Regions from separate parts of the Sus scrofa genome. Here regions 2, 3 and 4 are each linked to region 1. The links are chromatin contacts, called in public Hi-C and HiChIP or PLAC-seq maps. All regions are on one chromosome and are shown on one strand. The core of a region is the stretch at or near the end of the contact, and the rest is flanking DNA. Distances in the headings are between cores, read along the strand shown.

Region 1 (2,700 bases), core at 23-2,522:
CTTTATTTGGTCCCTGCAGATATTTCTTTTACCGGTCTTATGTTGTCTTACAATGCATTTTATATACAATGCAGTATATAATACATACTATACGTTATAAAGTGTTTTTATGATCGATATTTAAGGTCACCCAGGGTCTAAAATAGGGCAAGTGTTCTGTGGCCTTGGTCAAGTCTCTTCCTCTTTGAGTCTCAGGCATAACACAGGTACTGTGGCTCTGTGACGATGAGAAAAAACATTACATATTTAATATGTTGTATTATATATTAATATTATAATTCATACGTATAGATTATAGATTATAGATCTTACACAGTGCTCAACTAAGGCAAGCCACGACTTTGCCAATGTTCTGGCCTTGAATAGGCGCTTAATGAGCGGAGTTTAGAGACCGCTTCTTTTAAATGACGTCACTACAGGCGACTTAAATCACAGCACGTCTGTACCAGGGCACAGAGTCAAGTGAATTACTTAAAACGAGAACACCTGCTGCGTGGCTGAGAGGTTCTGCATAAAACAGAATCCTCTGAGTAGCCCAGGCAACAGGAATATTAGCTCAACATCCAAGGTCTTCCTGGAATTACTCCAGGTTGGGCGGGAAGGGTCTTTACTGCCCGGTGGGAAGGCCGCCTTCCCCATTGGTTTGCGCGAATGGCTGGATCCCCATAGCCAGTGGCAAAACCACTCCCGGGGCGGCCTAAGGGCCCCCTCTCGGTGACCAGGAGGCCACAGCCTCCTCAAGTACACTGTCAGCTGGTGTCGGCCAGCGTCCGTCCGAACAGCGAACGCAGCGGGAACCCAGGCGGCGATTCCCGCGGCGCCTGGCTCCCAGGGCCAGCCCCGGCCGTGGGGTCTCCCCGCACTCCACACAGGGGCCGAGGGGCGGGGCGCGGTGACGCCAAGAACAGTGACGCCACGACGCAGCGCGACGCGGTGACGCACGCCCCTTTGTTGGCTCAGTAGCGGTAGCAGCGGCCGTGGAGGTGGCGCTGGGGACTGTTTTCTCTCCGAGGCCGGTGCGGAGCCGCGTCTGATTGAGGCGGGCGACGAGCGGCCCCCTCGCTCCCTCCCTCCCTCCTCCGCGCCCTCCCCGCCGCCGCCAGCCGCCAACCGCCAACCGCCGCGCCCGGGGAGGAGCTGCGGCCCGCGGGGCCGGAGCCAGGCCTGCGTCCGGACATCAGCCGGAGCCGGAGCGAGAGCCGGGGCCTCGGCGTCCCCGCCCTCTCCCCGCCTTAGGGCCAGCGTCTGCCGGGCCCCCGCGCGTCGCGCCATGGACTCGGACGAGGGGTACAACTACGAGTTCGACGAGGACGAAGAGTGCAGCGAGGAGGACAGCGGCGCCGAGGAGGAGGAGGACGACGACGACGACGAGCCGGACGATGATAACCTGGATCTGGGCGAGGTGGAGCTGGTGGAGCCTGAGCTGGGCGTCGGCGGGGAGCGGGACGGACTGCTGGGCGGGGAGACGGGCGGTGGCGGCGGCAGTGCTCTGGGGCCCGGCGGCGGCGGCGGCGGCAGTGGCGGCGGCGGCGGCGGGTCGGGGCACGAGCAGGAGGAGGATTACCGCTACGAGGTGCTCACAGCCGAGCAGATTCTGCAACACATGGTGGAATGTATCCGGGAGGTCAACGAGGTCATCCAGGTGAGAGTGGCCCCCACGCCTGCTTGATCGGTCTGGACCCAGGAGCGGATTCGTGCTGCTCGCGCGGTCCCGAGGGGCAGGCCTGGGCCTGGTGCTCAGCTCAGCCCGGTACCTCCCAGCCCTGTCTCCTCCGCTGCCCCTGCTGGGGGTAGAGCAGACATTTGCCGGGTGTGGGGAGGTGCGCTGGAGGCGGTGCTTTCCAGGTCCTGCTATGGCGGAGGCCTCCGGCCGCCTAAGACTTCTCTCTTGGACGCAGTTCCTGCCGGTCCTGGCCCCGGTGTTACTCCTCTGGCCCATGGAGCACCTACCAGGGCAGAGTGGAGAAGAGCTGGAAGAACTGGGCCCCTAAGACTGTTTCTCCGGCCTTCAGCCTCACTTGAGCACTTTTGGAAGGGGTTAGAGTAGGCCTAAGAGCTGCTTGTTGTACGGTTGCCCCAAGTGGACACCAGTTAATAAAGGAATGGATCTGCTTGGCAGTCTTAAGTGCCTACTTAAAGGTGGGGGAAGGGAAGTGTTTCTTGGAAGAGGTGTTCGTGGGTCTTCTTTTCTGATGGTGAGGCTTCTGCTTGCATCTTTTTAAATCTTTGCTATTTGTTTGGGACCCAACTACTACTTTTTTCAGTTGTAGCGTACTTAAGCTGTTGGAACAGTTGCAGCGAATTGCATACCCAGCCTTGCAGCTAAAACAACAGCAAAGCGTAGTGTTATTGTTTAATATTGGACAAGCCTCTATTGTGAGTTAGTAAGTAGAGGCTTTCTGCTTCTGGACTCACCCCCTTTCTCTAATAATTTGTATTTCGTGGTCATTAAGTTGGTCTTGGTTTAAATTGATAACCACATCTCATTTAACCTTCTTGTGGGTCGGACTTTGTTTTTGAGCTTAGGACGTCAAAAGTTTCTCTTTGGGAAAAACAGTCATGGGGGTCAGGGATGTGATTGAAGAATAAAAATGAAGCCTTGATTCACTGCAACTTTTAGAAAACACTGGTTACATGGAAAGAAACTATATATACATAAACAGAAGATTACTATTGTCTTGTTGTATGTCAGTCATAACC
Region 2 (2,701 bases), core at 94-2,593, 150 kb before region 1:
CCTGACCCATTACAAACAAAATGCACAAGGAAACTGCAGCTGAAGTTCTTAGAGATGAAATGCTTGATATCTTTAAATATTCAAATCTTAATTTAAATATTTCCTTTTTTATTGTCTTTTTAAGGCCACACCTGCAGCATATTGAGGTTCCCAGGCTAGGGGTCCAATTGGAGCTGTAACCACTGGCCTACACCACAGCCACAGCCACGCCAGATCCGAGCCATGTCTTCGAACTACACCACAGCTCACGGCAACACCAGATCCTTAACCCACTGAGCAAGGGCAGGGATAGAACCCACAACCTCATGGTTCCTAGTCGGATTCGTTTCCACTGCACCACGATGGGAACGCCAAGATTTGCTTTAAAATACTATTCCAGCACAAATAAAATGGGGAACAGATGAAATGTTCAGATGAAAATCATAAAATGTTGATTACAAACGAAGCTGAGTGATAAGTACACAAGGGTTTGTAAACTCTCTACTTTTGTATATAGTTGGAAATTTTCATTCTAAAAAGAAAAACAAACAAACCCAGAGGCTACTTTCATACTTTTTAAGGAGTCTCCTATCAACTCTAAATGTGAAATGAAGAGTATCACTGAAACTCTCTAACTTGCTGTTCTTCCAACATATCAAGCATATTCCCACCACAGGGTCTTTGTGCCTGCTTGCCACTCTTCTTGGAATGCTTTTCACCCATATTCACTGGGCTTGCTCCTTTACTCTTTCAGATCTCTGCTTGAAGATCACCTTGACTATCCTACATAAAACAGTAAAATCACAATACACAACACACTAGCACTCTCCAAACCCTTTCCTTGCTTTATTTTTTCCTACAGCACTTACCACTCTATGACAAAATGTTTGTTTATTGTATTTACCTCCCATCAGAATGTAAGCTCTACGGTGGCAGAGGCTTTGAGCATTTTCACTGTCTGTACTGTCAGTCCCTCATAACATAGCTAATTGAATGAGTGAATGAATGAATGAACTGTGACCTAAGCCAAAGGGGAGATAAATACAAGAACCTAAACACATCTACACATAGACAAAACCATACAAAAATGATTTTAAAAAGCAAGACTCCATTCACCTTCAAGAGCAGCTGAGAACCAAACTATGAAGATCTGGGGTGGGGTTTGTGAGATTTGAAAATAAACAGGTGCTGATCTGGACGGTCTCAGAGGAACAAAGAGGGAGGCATTAATGTCCTGGATGACAATGGTGTAGCCCAGAAGTGCCAACTTTCTCAAGCTCTTTGCCACTGTGCCACTGTAGAGGTCAAGAAAGCTTAGTCTCTCTCCAAGGGCTGTTGCTGCTTGGTTTCTGCTGTTACCACAAGGAGAAAAAAGTAGTTCAGAGAGAATTTTTCCTGTCCAGTGAAGAAACAATTTAGAGACTACCATCTTTTTCAAACTAGGCTGTATATAACCTATTTTAAACTTTTCACACTACAGATAGAGTATGCAGGTGCAGGGACGTCAAGCAACTTGCTTAGGGTCAGAAGTATAATAGCGTACAGTGGAACTGGGGACTATAGCACATTTGTCAGATTCTAATGACATCCACTCTTCCAGTGATGAGATTACAACCCAATTAAGGGAGCTGTTAATGAACTAGTAAGAAAGACCTATTTGATTTATCTAAACGAGGTAATCAAGGGAACCCTTTCAAGAAAAGCCAAGTCAAATACTGACTGTATGAAGAATGCCCAGAGAAGGGTGTCAGCGCTAGAGAGCAGCTAACAAAAAATTTGCATAAGAATAGGCCAAAAGTAAATAAGCATCAAGTCCGGATCACAAATGTCCTGGCCTAGGTCCAAAAGCGCTTCTCCGCGTGACAACTTTGCATCTAGTCAAAGAAGCCTCCGATCTCAACGTTTGATCCCGGCTTGGCGGTCCTGGGAAAGAAGGTGACTCCGCTCTGCAGCGAAGTGCTCCTTTCAAAAAGCCTAGGCCATGGAACAAAGAGTGCGGGGGAGAACCCACCGCCCGGCGATGCCCGCTTCCCAGCGCTATCTCGTGTACCCGGCGGAAGAAGAGGCCGGGGTGAGCCCCCAACATTGGCCGCCACTCGTGCTTCCAGAACAGGCCCTCACTGAGGCCTCCCTTGGGGAAGCACTTAGAGCTCTTCTCCGGTTTCCCCCGGAGACCCCGAAGACACCCAACACCTGCCTCCCGGGGAAGAAGCTCTGAGCCCGATCTGTGTCGCCAGCCGCCCGGCCATAAGCGAAGCCTGTTAAACTCAGAAGGCCTCTCAGAGCCACCGGGTCCAAACCCTTCACTTCCTCCACCCTGGCCCCGCACCCTTCCCGCGGCTCGGCCGCCCCGCCCCGTCCCCGTGGCGGCCGCCCCACAAGCTGGCCTCGCGAGTACTCACGGCGACCCCGGGCCGCGCGCGGCCGCCGCTGAGGGGACGAGCGGCCCGGGACGCCCCGCGGGGGCGGAGCGGCAGGCCAAGGGGCGGGGGCCGGGGCCGGGCGGGAGAGGTCGCGCACCCGCACGCCTCGTCGTTCCGTCACGGCCGCGCTGAGCCACTCTGCGCACGCTCGCGCGGCGGGCACCGTGGCCACGTGGTCCGCTTCGGACCAACTGCCACGCGGCCTGCCCCTGGGCACGCCCCCGCCCCCGACGCCAGGCTTGAGGTGCCTGCGCAGTGGTTGCCGTTTGGGAGGAGGCACGGAGCAGGGGGGGCGCCTG
Region 3 (2,700 bases), core at 149-2,648, 240 kb after region 1:
AGGATCAATTAAGAGCAATTAAGCTGATAAGGTTGTAGATCAAAGAGCCTGAACTTGAAAGAGGTAAAAGATATTATCTGATGAAATAACAAATGTGCTGATATAAAAAAAAAATACTAGCTAACATTTGGTGTCTGCTCTTTAAAGCAGACACATACTAGATAACATGAATTATTTCATTTAATTTTCAGGATAGCCTGCACTATCCTTCCTGGCCCCAATACTCATAGGAACTAGTAGAGTCTGGGTAGAAGGCTTGCTCTTTGATTGATGCGTTTGAGGTGATGGCAAGATAGTCAACTCAGACTGAGACAAGATATTAGTGTAAAGGGAAAAATTACTTACATGCAGGAGGGGAATACAAAGAAAGGAGGCACTGTGATTTGGAAGAACCCTAAATATGCAATGTCACTGAAGTCAGGGGAAAAGAGTTTCAAGAAGGGCGTGCTTAACGCGTGGAAGGCTGCAGAGAGTGGACACTGAAGACTAAAAAAGGCAGCTGAATATGAGAAGCAACAAGTCAGCCGTAAGCTTTGAGAGAGAAGTTTCAGCAGAATAGTGTTCTCCAGACTCCGGCATCAAAGGACTACGCCATTACGGAGGGGGAAGCAAGACAGCTAACGGCAGCGACCACTCCTTTTTAAGTAGTTCAGCAGCAAGGGGAAGAACGCTGCCAGAGTAGTAAAATGAAGCATCTCTGACTGCAAAAGAGCGGTCGCTAGAGGAGCAGGTATTGGAATAAAAGAGGCTCGAACTTTAAGCAGTCAGGCTGAGCGGGATTTGCAAGAGTCGATTAGGCTGGTCCTACAGAGACAAGAAGGGCGCAGAGCCAGCCTAGAGGAAAAAGCAGTCTGTTGAGTCCCTGCAGCGGTGACGGATGGGGCTAGTCCCAAAAGTCCAACGCTTCTCGCCAAGGAGGCAGCGTGGACACTAGCGCCGAGGGGCCTCCAGCTGACCTCTGGGAACCTGTTTCTGCGCCGGCTCTACTTCCCAGCTCCCAAGCCGCCTGACGTCTGCCAAGGAGGCCAGGAGCGCCCGCGCCTCCTGGAGAGGCCCACAGAGGCAGACCTCGCAGGCACTCACCCCACGGCCACACGGCGCCAGCTCCGGGCCGGCCGCACGATGAGCGCGTCCCAGGCGGCTGCCAACCGGCCCTCAGGGGAGCCAGGTCCCAGGGGCGAGGGTACAGGCCCCAGCTGCAGCGAGTTCCACAGCGAGCGCAGCGCCGACCCCGGCAGCTGCGGCTCCAGCAGAAAGACGCAGCCCACCGCCAGCGCGAAGAAGCCGGCATACACTGAGCCGCGCCACAGCGCCATGGGAACGGAGGCGCTGGAGCAGCGATGTACAGCTCCCTTCCCGGCCCGCGCCTCTTCCGGGCTCTGCGTGCGCCGACGTCAACACGCGCGTCACGTCACGCCGGCGCGCCGAAGTCCTTTGGAGGGGCGGGGTGAGGGCGGGGGATGGGCGTGGCAGAGGAGCGGAAAACTGTCTTTCTCGGTCCAAATCCTGGCACTTGGGGGCGCTGTTCGGCGGCTCTGGGGGAGGTTGGACAAAGGCAGCAGTACAGGTCTGAGCGCTGTACCCCTTTCCAGAACTCCTCCAGTACCCCCAAAATAGAGGAACAAGGATACGTTTGTTTTCCCAGTAAGATGAAACAGATGGATTTTTTTATTACTCAAATGAATTTATCGCATCTGAAACAGATGGATTTTGAAGTCGCGGGTAAATCTCATGTTACTCTTTGAGCCAGTCTGCATCCCCAGTTGAGCTACGCCTGAAGTTCCTCAGAGGGTGCACAAATCACACTCTCCTCGCACCCTCCCTCCCCCTCCGTTTTAATCTGTTCCTAAGCCGGTCTGTCTATCATCCATTGTTTATAAAACTCATGCTTTTTCAGGCCGGGCGCTTGGCGCTCTCCGAAGGAATCAGATGGCAGCAGCGCTGCTGCGAGCCCTTGGGGCGCGCATGGCGTGGGGTGGGGGGAATGATCTTTTGTCCCTCTGGAGGGTGGTCGACCACCCTCTGTACCGGATCTGTACAGAGTCTGAGTAGATCCTGCAGTGACGGTCCTCGCTGGACGATCAGATTCAAACCTTAAAGTAATCCTTTTGGGGGCGCTGTTCCCTTTAACAATTTCAGAAAATGCGCAAATGTACACAATCTTGTGTAGCACATAAGCGGAGTTCGGACCTGGGTTATCTCCTCTTTTCTTTGGGTTAATATGACCTAAACCCAACAGGCCCTGTCTTCATCGTGACTCTTCTATGTGTGAGCCTAGGTTGGGAGCCAGTGAAGCTAGGCTTGCTGCCAGCTCGTTCTCAGCAGCCATCACAACCGGCCTGGTCTTGTTCCCTGGCCTGTTTCCATTTTTCCAGTTCTGCTGGCTCCTGACCATCCTGACCTGGCTCTGTGTCCGATTTTCCACTCTGCCCCAACCTTTGGACTTGGCAGTGGATCTTTATTTCTCTAACTTTGATCTTGAGCATTAGGCTTCATTTCCCCCAGCCCGGTATCACCAGCATTTCCCTATCCTGGTCATCTCCCCTCCCCTGGCTCACCCCACCCAGCTCACCTGACCACAGCAGCTGCTTCAAAGGAGGTGTTCACACAGGATGAGATTTGGGCTCCATAGAAAAGAAAGAAGACAAGGAGCCTGTGAGATCTGTGTGATGCTGTCTTCCCTAGAGTTGCCTGTCCCTT
Region 4 (2,700 bases), core at 78-2,577, 130 kb after region 1:
ATAACTCTGTATTTAAAGTCCTCTCCCACATTTATACCCATAGAATATATTCCTAGAATTAGTATAATGAAATTAAAGGTTATGTTATGTGCATTTTTAATTTGGGTAGTTATTCCAAACTGCTGTCAATTTACATCTCCACTAGCTACAGATGAAGAATATATGCATGTTTACTCACAACTTGGTGAAAATTTTTGTTCTCTGCCAATGTAAGAGGTGGAAAGTATCTTTTGGAAACTTTAATTTGCATGTTTTTTCTTCCTTACAAAGTTATATTTTCATATGTTTAAGAGCTATTTGTATTTGTTCTTTAGTGAACTATTTCTTCATAAACTTTGCTTATGTTATTATTCAATGTGTGATTTCCTCGCTATACTCTAAAGTCAGTGCTCCTGGTGTAGAGTTCCAATGTATTTTGTCACAGGGCTTCTGGTACTGAAATGAATGAAGCTCAAAGAAACGCCTGGCTCAAGTCATGCAGTAGTCAAATCCAGACTACTAAGTATTGACTCCAAAGCCCAAGTATTTCCACAATCACTCAGTGCAAAGACTAAGCATTTAATTCACCACACCAGGTCCCAGAAAGGTACGAAGGCTGAAATGTGTTGCAAAGTGAAGACTGTAGCAAAAAAGGTGAACAAATGCCTATATACAGTAGCAGCAGTTTTCAGATTTTACCGCCATGCAGGAACCCAGGCACGTTGTGGCATCTTTATTCATCGAGGCTAGATTTTTGGGTTTCTTATGAAATCTTCTAATTCTTAAATATTTGCAGTCAAAACAAGGCTGCGTTTAAATGCAGCCCACCAGCTGCTAATTTGCAAACCCTAGCGTAAACAAAAGTGGGAGGCCGACGGGGCAGACCATACCGTAGCCAAGAAACAAGGAATTTTTATCTAAGGCGAAAATGAAGTTCTGGGTCCTAGGGTTTGGGGTTGAGGGCCGGGGCTTCCGGAAGAAGGCTAGAAATAAACGCTGGGTGGCGTTAAAGCAGGGCAGGGCCAGATGGGGCTGGCCACTCCACCCAGCGCTGTGGGGGGGGGGGGTCTCGCAAACAGCGTCCACACGATGGAGTGGGGCGGTAAGCGCTGGCCGGGATGAAGGAGACCACTGGCTGCGTATACCCTCACCGGCTCCTTTAAAGTCAAGTGGACTGCAGCAAAGTGCCCAACTCTTGCCTCTTTTCTGGAATCCTGGGCCTCCCAGGCAAAGCCTTCCGCTCGGCGATCTACTTCTTACCCTGCTTCCAGCTCCCTCCCTACTCCCCCAGTCCTATGATTTCCGTTTGCCTGGTTGTCTGGGAAACCGCCGACTTCCGGCCTCGCATTGTGGGGGCGGAGCTAAGATGGCTGAGGAGAGACTCGCTACGGTGAGCGCTAAATTTCTGTTTAGTATTCCGGCCGCCAGGCAGGGTTGGGCAGGGGTAGGCCCGCCGGGGCTGGGCGGAGCGGCTCCGGAGCAGAACGGCCAGGCAGGCTGGTGGGCAGGCAGTGTCCCACGCCGCTGCTGCTGGGGAAATGTGGAGCTGAGGCGGGAGCGGTTAGTCTCCTGGGAACTGCTCGGCCAGGGGACAGGCTGAGTTCTCTGCAGTTCTGGGCCTGTGCTAGGGCTAGAGCCCCTCTTGAGGTGCTCTGGCTGGAAAGGGGAGATTTTCATCAGAAACGGCTCTTTTCCTAGCCCCATACTTTCTGTCTCATGAGGTTTGGAAAGGAAGCACTACACACTGTGCAAAACAGTTTCTGTTAATCCCCTGGATTAGACATTGAAGGAAACAAATCCTGGAAGCTTTCTGCGTCACTACCTTCTGCCGGTGGGGCGGGACAGTTTTCTCAAGTTTAGGAAAAGACTGTTTTGGGATTCAGCTGGTCTGAATTAGGTGTTGTTGATTCAACCCCACGTACTGCTAATACAAAATAGCTCAGGTTAATTCAGGATGGCCCAGTAATAGTTACTTTTGAGGCGTAAATTCATAATTAGATCTAACTTCTGTAACGTTCCAAGTGTGAAACTGTCCACTTTTTTTTTTTTTTTTTTTTTTTTCCTTTTTAGAGCTGAACCTATGGAGTACGGAAGTTCCCAGGCTAGGTGTCCAGGAGGAGCTTCATCCACAGCAACACCAGATCTAAGCCACGTCCCCAACCTATGCTGCACCTTGTGGCAAACTGAATTCTTAACCCACTGAGTGAGGCCAGGGATCTAACCCACATCGTCATGGATGCTAGTTGGTTTTGTAACCATCCGAGCCACAATGGGTATTCCAAAATCAAATTATTGTAGTGTAATCAGAAAACTCAGAATACAGACTGGGAGACCTAAAGCAAAGATTTTTGTTAATTAAAAAAAAAAAAAGCATTATTAGTTCTTCTAGATTTTAGACATTGAAAACATAATAAAATCCTTGACCTACATAAATGTTAGGTATAACGGTAATATGACATTGCTGGAAACATACCTTATTCTCTAGTTCTCATTGCTGGTACAGGTTGGTGTTGATGAACAGAATATGAATGTGATGGCAGAATTTTCCTGTATTTTTGAGTCTCTGATAGCATATTAAAGAGAATGACTTTCTTGTTTTGATATAACTTCAGGACTTCAGTCAAAAGTTAACTATTTTCAGGAGTTCCCGTCGTGGCGCAGTGGTTAACGAATCCGACTAGGAACCATGAGGTTGCGGGTTCGGTCCCTGCCCTTGCTCAG

Evidence for each region. A called contact is a pair of places that touch in the nucleus more often than the background predicts. HiChIP or PLAC-seq counts read pairs in DNA pulled down with a chosen protein or histone mark.
Region 2: an H3K27ac HiChIP or PLAC-seq map of alveolar macrophages shows a contact between it and region 1. The contact joins the promoter of PKM here to the promoter of LOC110261568 in region 1. A contact is called at or near these places in 3 of 47 Hi-C or Micro-C datasets (epiblast stem cells and liver) and 1 of 2 datasets of contacts at active chromatin or transcription factors (alveolar macrophages).
Region 3: a Hi-C map of liver shows a contact between it and region 1, with 5 times the contacts expected there. The contact joins the promoter of ADPGK here to the promoter of LOC110261568 in region 1. A contact is called at or near these places in 2 of 47 Hi-C or Micro-C datasets (heart right ventricle and liver) and 1 of 2 datasets of contacts at active chromatin or transcription factors (alveolar macrophages).
Region 4: an H3K27ac HiChIP or PLAC-seq map of alveolar macrophages shows a contact between it and region 1. The contact joins the promoter of BBS4 here to the promoter of LOC110261568 in region 1. A contact is called at or near these places in 1 of 5 promoter capture datasets (liver), 6 of 47 Hi-C or Micro-C datasets (embryonic fibroblasts, fetal heart ventricle, heart right ventricle and 2 more) and 2 of 2 datasets of contacts at active chromatin or transcription factors (alveolar macrophages and skeletal muscle).

Annotation. Positions count from the first base shown.
Region 1 is chr7:60,822,360-60,825,059 of Sscrofa11.1, reverse strand. LOC110261568 reads right to left here and starts at 1,272. Exons shown (of 2, transcript XM_021099104.1): 1 at 313-1,272; 2 at 1-217. The coding sequence starts at 1,272. The coding sequence ends at 472. It overlaps ARIH1 (E3 ubiquitin-protein ligase ARIH1), which reads left to right and starts at 943. Exons shown (of 14, transcript XM_021099101.1): 1 at 943-1,642. The coding sequence starts at 1,271.
Region 2 is chr7:60,971,649-60,974,349 of Sscrofa11.1, reverse strand. PKM (poly [ADP-ribose] polymerase 6) reads right to left here and starts at 1,343. Exons shown (of 32, transcript XM_021099107.1): 1 at 1,096-1,343. It overlaps LOC102166620 (a long non-coding RNA gene), which reads left to right and starts at 2,629. Exons shown (of 5, transcript XR_001297909.2): 1 at 2,629-2,701.
Region 3 is chr7:60,582,736-60,585,435 of Sscrofa11.1, reverse strand. ADPGK (ADP-dependent glucokinase) reads right to left here and starts at 1,398. Exons shown (of 7, transcript XM_021099100.1): 1 at 1,084-1,398. The coding sequence starts at 1,316.
Region 4 is chr7:60,691,955-60,694,654 of Sscrofa11.1, reverse strand. It overlaps BBS4 (Bardet-Biedl syndrome 4), which reads left to right and starts at 1,327. Exons shown (of 16, transcript NM_001244787.1): 1 at 1,327-1,369. The coding sequence starts at 1,346.